Linked DNA regions of Mus musculus: region 2 is linked to region 1. A link is a contact called in public HiChIP or PLAC-seq data. All regions are on one chromosome and are shown on one strand. Each heading gives the region's core, a stretch centred on a gene start, on an enhancer-like site or on the middle of the called end of the contact. The rest is flanking DNA. Distances are from core to core; before and after follow the strand shown.

What was found. HiChIP or PLAC-seq counts read pairs in DNA pulled down with a chosen protein or histone mark.
Region 2: an H3K4me3 HiChIP or PLAC-seq map of the SCID.adh cell line shows a contact between it and region 1, with 20 read pairs. The contact joins the promoter of Zfp131 here to the enhancer-like site in region 1. A contact is called at or near these places in 1 of 39 promoter capture datasets (the 3T3-L1 cell line), 2 of 15 datasets of contacts at CTCF or cohesin (CD8 T cells and pro-B cells), 37 of 484 Hi-C or Micro-C datasets (CD4 T cells, the N1E-115 cell line, Th1 cells and 23 more), 17 of 115 datasets of contacts at active chromatin or transcription factors (the 230-238 cell line, DN3 thymocytes, the HPC-7 cell line and 14 more) and 3 of 9 other capture datasets (adipose tissue, liver and pancreatic islet).

What each region holds. Positions count from the first base shown.
Region 1 is chr13:119,730,276-119,735,270 of GRCm38.p6, forward strand. All of the region lies in intron 1 of Nim1k (NIM1 serine/threonine protein kinase), which reads right to left. Among named protein-coding and RNA genes, the nearest start is that of Gm52026, 9.0 kb to the right of the region's middle. Within about 2 kb of position 1,731, at least 4 of the 459 cell types and tissues checked have an H3K27ac peak or open chromatin away from gene starts, as enhancers often do. A contact at or near this core is called in the N1E-115 cell line and the SCID.adh cell line, where this site is marked.
Region 2 is chr13:119,788,119-119,792,573 of GRCm38.p6, forward strand. It overlaps Zfp131 (zinc finger protein 131), which reads right to left and starts at 2,614. Exons shown (of 8, transcript NM_001302548.1): 1 at 2,387-2,614; 2 at 2,031-2,169; 3 at 742-843. The coding sequence starts at 2,154. It overlaps Gm46390, which reads left to right and starts at 2,153. Exons shown (of 2, transcript XM_017315657.1): 1 at 2,153-2,164; 2 at 2,255-3,571. The coding sequence starts at 2,153. The coding sequence ends at 3,424.

The DNA.
Region 1 (4,995 bases), core at 481-2,980:
TCCACATGGAGGAGAGGTCAGATATGATTGCTGATGGAAGTCAAGATGTATAGTGGTTTACAAGTTGTATACCCTCAAGTTAGATTTCTTGTGATGTGGTCTTAAATAAATTCTCTTAACAGCCAGGGAAACAGTTGCTCTTCTGTTTAAATTAGATAAAGAAGCTTTTACAAATCTACAAGAATGGGGTTTGTATTGAAGGTGAATTGAAACTTGTTGATAATGCTAATAATCCAATTGAGGGAAATGAACCTTTTGCTATTTCAAAATAAATCACGTAACTAAATAAAAAAAAAAAAAAGCATAAAACACAGGGTGCATACCTCAATGGTTAGGTTGAAGGTTGCAGAGCCAAAATCATGGGAACTACTTGAGTGAGAAAGAGGGCAAGAACCAAGCCTTTGTTTCTGCAAAGCTAGGCTGGAATGTCCTCAGCCCTCCTTCCTCCTGAGCTCAGGAAGAACCCTGGGCACAGAGAGCAGTAGGTAAAGGTTGTCTATGCAATCCTGTTCCTTCATCTTCCTGCACTTGCAGTTTCTGGAAAGGAGGGGACCAACCATTGACACCCCCAGGCAGGGGATTTTCTTTGGTTGAACTAGCTCAGGAGAGAAGAACCTCCCAAAACCTACATTTGGAGATTGTGCAATGTGCAAAAAGCTCTCTGACTGTCTACTGCACAATCCTTGAATGCCAGTGCCAGAGAGAGAGAGAGAGAGAGAGAGAGAGAGAGAGAGAGAGAGAGAGAGAGTTATGAGTGAGGAGAAACTCTACACCCTCACACTCTACATGAATGAAAATCTGAATTAAAGAATGAATAGGAATGGTAAATCTGCGTCACTGTATATGTCCACGGGTGAATACAGATTCATTTTGCAAAGTTCTGTTTCCTCCCACCCCCCACTCCTATCCCCACCCCCGTCACCACCAACTGGAGACTTACATTGGGTCTGCCAATAGAAATTCCACTTAGAGTTTAAAGAACTGCTACCAACAGTAATCGCCTGACTGCTTTTTACTAGTCTCCCCAGACATCAAGCTAGATCATGTTGAAAATTAGACAGAATAATGGAATTAAGACATGATTAATTTCAGGCGAAGTCTCCCATTTTTCAGATGCAGGTAGTTTCTGCTGTTGTTCTTGTCCTTTGCCCCTTTGATTTTGGCCAGTTTTTATGGATGCTAATAAGAGCTTAGAATCTCAACCAGACAAATATATGGAGTCAGTCATCGTACATCAAAGTATCCGAGGAGGAGGCAGAATGCCACTTAATTATTAGCTTGCCGCCGCAGCACAGTGATGCGTTAAATAAGATGAAAGAAAACAGAACTTCCTTGGTAATTTATTTTCTTGACTTGCAACACGCTGTGAAGATAATATCAAAGGAAGCCATCTTGCCTTTGTTCTCTTTGTCTCCATTTCTAAACTTCTGGGCAAAGCTTTCAGACAATTCCTTTGTTGGCTGGCAGGGCCAGGCTTGCTTAGGGGAAATGCTGGGTGATTTATTTATTTATTTATTTATTTATTTATTTATTTATTTCTATGTGTGGCAAGGAGATTGGGTGATAATCAGACTGTGGTTGTAAGCCTTCTCAGACACGTCACACCCTCACAGAGATCGTTAACAAATACAGTCCATTTGGAAGTTTATTTTAGCATTTAGAAATCATTTGAACCATATTACTTTTGGCCTTAGCTCCTATTTCCCAACATATATGCACTGAGATTCCCCATAGGGGAGCAGTGAGGAGGTTCTGAAGCAAATACAAAATCAGTGTAAACTGTTTCTGTGTGAGGGCAGCGCTACTACGCTGTAACACTTGATAGCACAGGATGCTTCCACCCACACTCACAATCCATGGCCAGCCTGCTCACTCTGCTGGGCCTACACCAGCTCTTTTCAGTATTGAGTTCTACCACAGTGGAGAGTCCCGTGACTATCAAGATCACAGACTGAAATGTCTGTGAGGGTGGCACAGGAAGGACTTTTATACGGATGACCCTTCTAGGTACCCGTGCCCAGCATGCCAAGGCAGCCCTTGCTTCCCCCCAGTTGGGAAGCCATGCTCAAATGCTAATGTATGTTTGTCAAGTCTTGTAATTCCCCAAAGAAACTGGCAACTGAGAGTTTGTTTTTGTTTTTAAATAAACTCTCTAAGTCTTTAAGTGGTGGATTAAATATTTTTAAAACATGAGTAGACAAAATTGAAAATTTGGACCAGAGGGGTGTGTGTGTGTGTGTGTGTGTGTGTGTGTGTGTGTGTGTGTGCATGTGGAGGTCATTCAACAGGGCATTGTCTGGTGTAAAATGTCTAGCACTTTTTAGTCAACAGCTATTCTATTCTTTGACAGAGCAAACTTTAGTGACTACTTAAAAATCATACTGTGTCGGGATGGGGGAGATGATTCAGTGGGTAAAGTGCTTCGTATTCAAGCACGAGGACATGAATTTGGACTACCAGCCTCTGTGCAAAAGCTGGATGCCGTCGTGAGCATCTATGCCCCTAGCGCTTCGGATGCAGAGAAAGAGAGACCCTAGGGGCACACTGGCCAGCCAGCTAACTAAAACAAGGAGCTCCAAGTTTAGTGAGAGACATTGTCTTGGAAAAACACGAGATGGAGAGAGCTGGAGGAAGTCCCCTCACCTCAGCCTCTCACCCCTCATCTCAGCCTCTGACATATCCCCCAGGAATGGAAACCCTGACAACACTGTAAAGTGAGCACTCTTCAGTCCCCTTCTATGGATTAAATAAATAAAATCTAAAGGCAACCAAAGTTAACAAACTCGCCTTTGAGTTGGCTTCTTGGGGGGTGAGAACTGAGTGTCTAGGTCACCTCTCAACCGTGCATTTCAAACAAACAAGAATGGAAAAGGCCAAGATCCAAAAGAAGAATTTCAGGCTCCTGGATGCATTTTAGTTCCATTTCCAAACATAAACCCTCCTAGCACCTTTTTGAGACAGTGCTTGCCTTCAGACAAGTGGGGTGTGTGTGTGTGTGTGTGTGTGTGTGTGTGTGTGTGTGTGTGTGAGAGAGAGAGAGAGAGAGAGAGAGAGAGAGAGAGAGAGAGACATGGAGATGTGTCATGAACCTGAACCTGCCATGCACTGAACCACAAACAGGTATCCCTGAGCAGAAAAAATAAACACATTCTCTGTGTCCCCAGAAAAGGCTAATTTAGGAAGCAGTGTGGGAACACTTGTACTTATTTGCAACACACAGTTTATTTTTAGGGGATTAAAATGTTTGCACATCAAAGCCCAAACTGCTCTCTTTTACAGTTCTGTAACTAACTTCACTTGGCCCTAGTGGGATATATTCTGGAAGACAGGGAGAGTAACAGGGATTAGGGCATTTAGCTCTATTTGAACCAAACTAAGGCAAATCTATTGTTCACAAACAGTAGGATTACTGCTCTGGGTGAGGAAAGACTACTGCAGAGCAAACACTTCTATTATCAGAAATTCCAGGTGCACTTGAAACTTGGATGAGTCTCCCCATCTGTCATTGACTCCTGCACACAGAACAGGCAACACACTTGAGGTCAGTGTTGGAGATCAAATCCAGGGCCTCGTGCATGCTAGGCAAGTTACTCCTCCAGTCTTTGTTTTTCAGGGTTTCTTAGTGATTCAATGTACAGCCAGTTTTGAAAACCACTGTCTTGGAACAGAGACACTTTGGGTGGGCACGCTGCTATACGGCTGAAGGCTGCTCTTTCCAATTTCCGCTGTAGCTGGGTTTGGCTGTGTGTCTGAGTTTTAGTCTGGACTCTGAACAGAAGTAATAAATGCAGTTGTTAGGCAACTGCCTTAAAGAGAGCAAGGCATACCCCATCCTCTCACATTTTTCTATCTTCAGGTTGGCTGGAATGTGGACACAATAGTGTAATAGAAATGACCATTTAGACCAAGATGGAAGCTAAATCCTGAGACTGACAGAGCTACAGAGAGAAGTTCAAACACTATCACGATGTACTGTGAGGTGCCACAGGCCCAAACCAACACGGGCAAGTGATCGTCAATTGAAACTCCTGAAACTGTGAACCAAAATAATGTTTTCTCTATTAATTTACCACAAGTATTTTATCACAGCAAGGGAAAGCAGACAGGTGGGGCTTGGTGGTGCATGCCTCGAATTCTGGCACCCAAGAGGTTGAGGCAGGGGCATTGAAAGTTTGTCAGCTGTAATACAGTCTGGTCTACATAACAAGCCTCTATCTCAAAAAACATGCACATATCCCTGCTCCCAAAAGGCGGGAGGGGAGCAGGAAGCTGTCCGGCTCAGACTCTGCATTCTTTAATCAACCTGAGGGTTACAACAAGGAGATGTCTTGATTTTTTTTTACTTCAGATTCCATATTGTATAATCATTTTACAACATGCATAACTACTTCTATAATTGAAAATTTGTATCTGTCTACATGTATGTATCTGTTTATACAGAGATAGATACAGAGGCTGGATAAAGACAGACAATAAAGGATAGGTCAAGGACTTCAGAATTCAATTACCTGGGACTGCAGAATAATTCAAATATGTATTCCTTTGTGTAATCAAACCCCACAAATCTTAACTATATCTAATTCTGTGGAAGAAAGAATGGTGATCAAAAAAAAAGAGAAAGAATGACATTATAACTTCTGAGTAAGCAAGCTAGTCTGAGCAAAACAGTATCATCAATTTATTTATTTATTCAAATGTTTCTGTTACAATTTTATTTATCACAGAATATGTATGTGTGGACATGTGTGGATTCAGATCTCTCCTACATGGATTATGGGGGGTTGAATTCAGGTCACAGCAAGTGCTGTTACCCACTGAGCCATCTTGCCAGGCCAGCCATCTTACTTTTCCTATAAGACCGTAAGTTTTATAACAGTGTAAACTTCATTGGCTTTAAATTTTGTCTGTATTTGGTCAGTGTGTCTTCCCTTTATAGTATACAAGCTTTAGAGAAAAGGAATTTAAAGCTTTGCATTCTCTCTCTCTCTCTCTCTC
Region 2 (4,455 bases), core at 1,364-3,863, 59 kb after region 1:
TGTCTGAAGACAGCTACAGTGTACTTACATATAATAATAAATAAATCTTTAAAAAAAAAAAAAAAAAAGAATTTGATGGGACATGGGGGTTAGTACTGTAGTAGTAAAAGATAAAAGCATAATAGTACAAACTAAATGTCTGACTAGCTAGGAAACCTTAGTTTCATAAACTGTAGGAGCCTGATCCCCATATGCAAAGTACCTCCACTTTTCAAAAGATTAGCATGAGCCCCAGATAAGACACAAACTACACAGCACAATGCCCGGCACTTGGCCTGCCATTTGGGATTAAAAAAAAAAAATCATTTGCTTTCAAAGTAATACCTAAAAACTGATGGCCCCTTCTCTACTAATTTTTTTTATAAATTCATCTTCCCCAGTCCTCCCCAATTATAGCAGCCCATTTCATTTCATTTGTATATCACTACTTCTGATAGTACGGAGGTCTCTCCTGTAACTTAAAATATCTCTACCATCTCTAACATCCTTAAAGTCTAAGGTCACTAAAAAAAGATGGTAGTTTCCATTTATGCATGATTTGAAAATGACAGTGAACCCTGGTTTTAGCAATGGGCCAGACTTGTTAGAAACCAGCATCTATTACTTACTCCTGGAAGAATTCTCAAGTAATAAAAAGCAACGTGTCTAGTTGTCTACCAGTGACTATTGGTGTTTATTTCCCGGGAAGCCCTGCTAAACCAGCCAGTTATTTTGCTAAGTACTGTGGAAAATACTACTCACCTTCAATTTCAACCAAAGGCTCTTGAGTAAACTCCTGGAAGAATTTGTAGAAGAACTTACTGCAGGCAGCCAAAACAGCCTTGTGGGCCTTAAAATGGTGTCCTAAATAAGGGGGTGGGGTGGGGTGAAGAGATGGAGAGGGAAAAAAACACACTGGCATCAAAATCAAAGTTAAAATCCTTTCTTCACAAAATACATATCTTTACTTCAAAGTAAAAGCTAGTTTATACTAAGCAACAAATTTCTTCTAGCAGTTTCTGTTCCATTCAATTAAGTAGCAACCTACATTTAAACCCACTGAAACAGCTAAATATGGGCTGGAGAACTGGTTTGGTGGTTAAGAGCATCAGCTGTTCTCCCAGGGAAGCCGGGTTCAATTCCCAGCACCCACAAGGCAGCACACAACTGTCTGCAATTCCAGTTCCAAGGGACTTGACACACTCTTCTGACCTCCTCGAACACCTGTCATGGAAGTGGTGCACATATATACGTGTGCAGGCAAAACACTCGTACACAGAAAATAAAATGAAATAAAAGTTCTAAATATGACAGTGCAAAAGTTCACGTATCATTTAGAAAGGGGTGGGGGAGTACAAAGCCAGTGTGTTTGGTACAGGAAATTTTTCAATATGCCTAATATAGCTGTAGGCACAACACACCTACAAACTTTCATTATAAGGAACATCTTGTCTAGAAAGCCAATGTTCACTAAAAGGAACCCTAATCTGGATTTGCCTATACAAGCACGACTAGCAGATTCCCAATTTATTTTTTAGTCACTCACAGTGGGTATGAGTGTAGCCCCAATGAGTGTAGGTGGTTTCTCATCCACTTTCCTTTCCACACCATTTTGGAAAACTAGAATGAAAACTTCCCAAATGATTCTTGTGCTGGACTCCTCAAAGCAGCTTGCTAAGAACGGGCTTATTAACAAAAAACACTGAGACCGCCTCCTTGTTGCCTCCTTGTCTGACCAAACGTTTTGAGGTATCTTCTCTCTCTCCTCCGGGCACCTATCTAACGAGTGTGCAATTATAAAACTTGAGCATGCAGCAAGAAGTTAAAATGTGATGATGCATATCAGACTAGGAGATTAAAATCCAGACTAGCCAACCAGCTTTCTGCGGCATGGTCTACGTGAGCAGCACTGACAGGCGCCCTCCCGGGTCTGATGCAAACCCTCCACCGACTTTGGAAGAGAGCCCGGAGAGGGTGGGTACAAAAAGGCGGGCAGCGAGAGAGAACTGAAGCTCCCCATTTTTCCTCCTCTGCCCACTACCCCGACCCACCGTCGACAATCAGGGTGATGTCCGTAAACCGGTCCTGCTCCCGTTGTTCATTCAATCGGTCCAAGATCATTTTATGATGTTCAGGAAACTCCTGAAGGCATTCCATCGTCTCTTCAGCCTCCATGGCCGTCGGGGTGCTCTACAAAAGAGGAGCATGATAATGTACACCCATGAGCTCGGGCTGACACAAAACCCCTACAACAAGAAACCAAACCAAAACCCAGGTGCCGGGTGGAGGGGGAGAGAAGGGGGAGGGGGAGGCCGAGAGCAAGGCTGGGGAAGAAGAAAGGCGAGCCAGCCGAGCGGCCGCCGCGCGTCGCGGGCCGGAGCCGCGGCCGCGGAACTCCGAGCCTGACCTAATCGGAGCCTGGAGACGCGAGCTGGAGCGGGGTGGGCACAGTGCCGGGAGGCTCAGGGACGCCCGGGAGCGCAAGTCCGGCCGGGGAGGACCCCGAACAGCCTCGGCGGCCTCCCAACGGCCCGCCGAGCCTTCCGCCCGGCCCAGGCTGCGGCGGCCCCGGCCCCGGTCCGGCCCGCGGCCCACAACGACTCCCCGGGTCGCCTCTCCCTCCGGCGCCTCTCCCTCCTCTACCCCCCCCCCCCCCCCGCCCCGACCCGGCCGGCACTCACTCAGGGAAGGAGGAGCGGCCCGGGGCCTGCGCGTCACTTACGTCGACGTGCTGCGTCACCACGCCGGACGCGGACGCACCCGGAGCGCCAATCCCTGCGAAGCCTGGCCACGCCCCTGGGGCCCAGTAAGGAGGGGAGGGGGGAGGGAGCCCCCCCGGGGGGGATTCGGGGCTCCCCGCGCGGCGCTTCGAAGGCTTCCGTGGGCTCTGCTGCGGCTTCTCCCAGTAGAGCAAGGCAGTCTGAGCACCGGGAAGGCTGAGGCCCTGGCGACGCTGCGCTCCGGCAGCCAGCCCGCCCCCACCGGGCCCGTAGCTGCACTTCCGATCGCGAACTCCCGGTGGAATACCGGCTCGGCGGCCCGGGACGCTTATATCCCGCGGCCCCGCCCCGCCCCGCCCCCTTTCCGGAGCGGAGGTGGGCCCTTACCCTTACCTAGCTGGCGCCGGGGCCTCGTGCCTTTCTTTCCACGCTCTCTAGTCCCGTGGCGCAGCTGCTCGGGTACCCAGGCAGCTCCTCGCTCTCCATCTTCACCTCCGCGGCAGGGACGCTCGGACGATCAGCTAGGGGTCCCGCCGACGCACTTGCGCCCTGGGCTCGGCGGCCGCGGGGACGAGCAGGCTCCGGCGCCGGGGATCTCTATTTCTCTCTCTGTCCCCGATGTCTGCCCGGCGGTGGCAGCACGTGCCTGCAGACTCACCAACCCGGTCAGCCTGCAGAGATCCAGTTGTGATTCCTTCATCCCAGCTCTCCGCACCCGCCCCTAAAGTGGCTGGGGACTGCCACTCAGTTGCACGTGGCCGGCTCACTCATTCATCCCAAGAAAGGCTCGTCTGAGGGCAATGCTCTGATAGTTAATGGGTACTGATCGGTAATCTCAATGAGTTGGACAATAAAGACTAATGGAAAGTCCAGTCCTGTGCGAGAGTGGATGTATTCACTTCAAAAGTTTTTGAGGCAATGCCATTGTAATTGTTTTAATTGTAATTGTTTTAAGAAACGGGGGGGGGGGGGCGCGGAATTGGGCGAGAACACGCGCTTTCTACATTCAGACTTTAGTCTGAGCGGAGGTTCAGGTCTGAACAGCAGGTCGGTATTACGAACAAGGTAATCTGGAGAGTCCAACAAAGCGGTGTGAGTTGGAGCCAGACATAACACAGCACATGCAGCCTTGAAGGTCACAGTGTTCCTTTTGCTGGGACAGGCACGCGACAGCCTTAAGGGTCCAAGATATCCGATCTTTTTAACATTTTAGGAGTGGAATCCTTAAAGTCCAGCAGGAAGAGAATGGAGATAATCATTATGAGGGGGCAACTAAGTAGACACGATGATGTCAACGAAGTATTTAGCTATATGAACCTCTTTAGGGGAAAGCGCTAAAGCATTAAAGTGTGTGGATAATTTATGAAGAATCTTCGAGAGTGACGGATTAGCGCCTTGTAGATTGAACTGGTCTGCTGTATGTTTTTAGTATTAGGATTGTTGTTATTACACCCATTAAATTTTTTTTCTAAACTGGGCAGTGGTGGCACACGCCTTTAATCCCAGCATTTGGGAGGCAGAGACAGGCAGATTTTGAGTTCGAGGCCAGCCTGGTCTACCAAGTGAGTTCCAGGACAGCCAGGGCTATACAGAGAAACCCTGTCTCGGAAAAACAAAAAAAAAAAAAAAAAAAAAATTCTAGATTAATGTATATAATTGTTTTGTCTGCATGTACATATGTGCACCATGCGTGTGCCTCTTGCCAGAACTGGAGATACAGATGCTTATGAATTACCACATGGATTATGGAAATGGA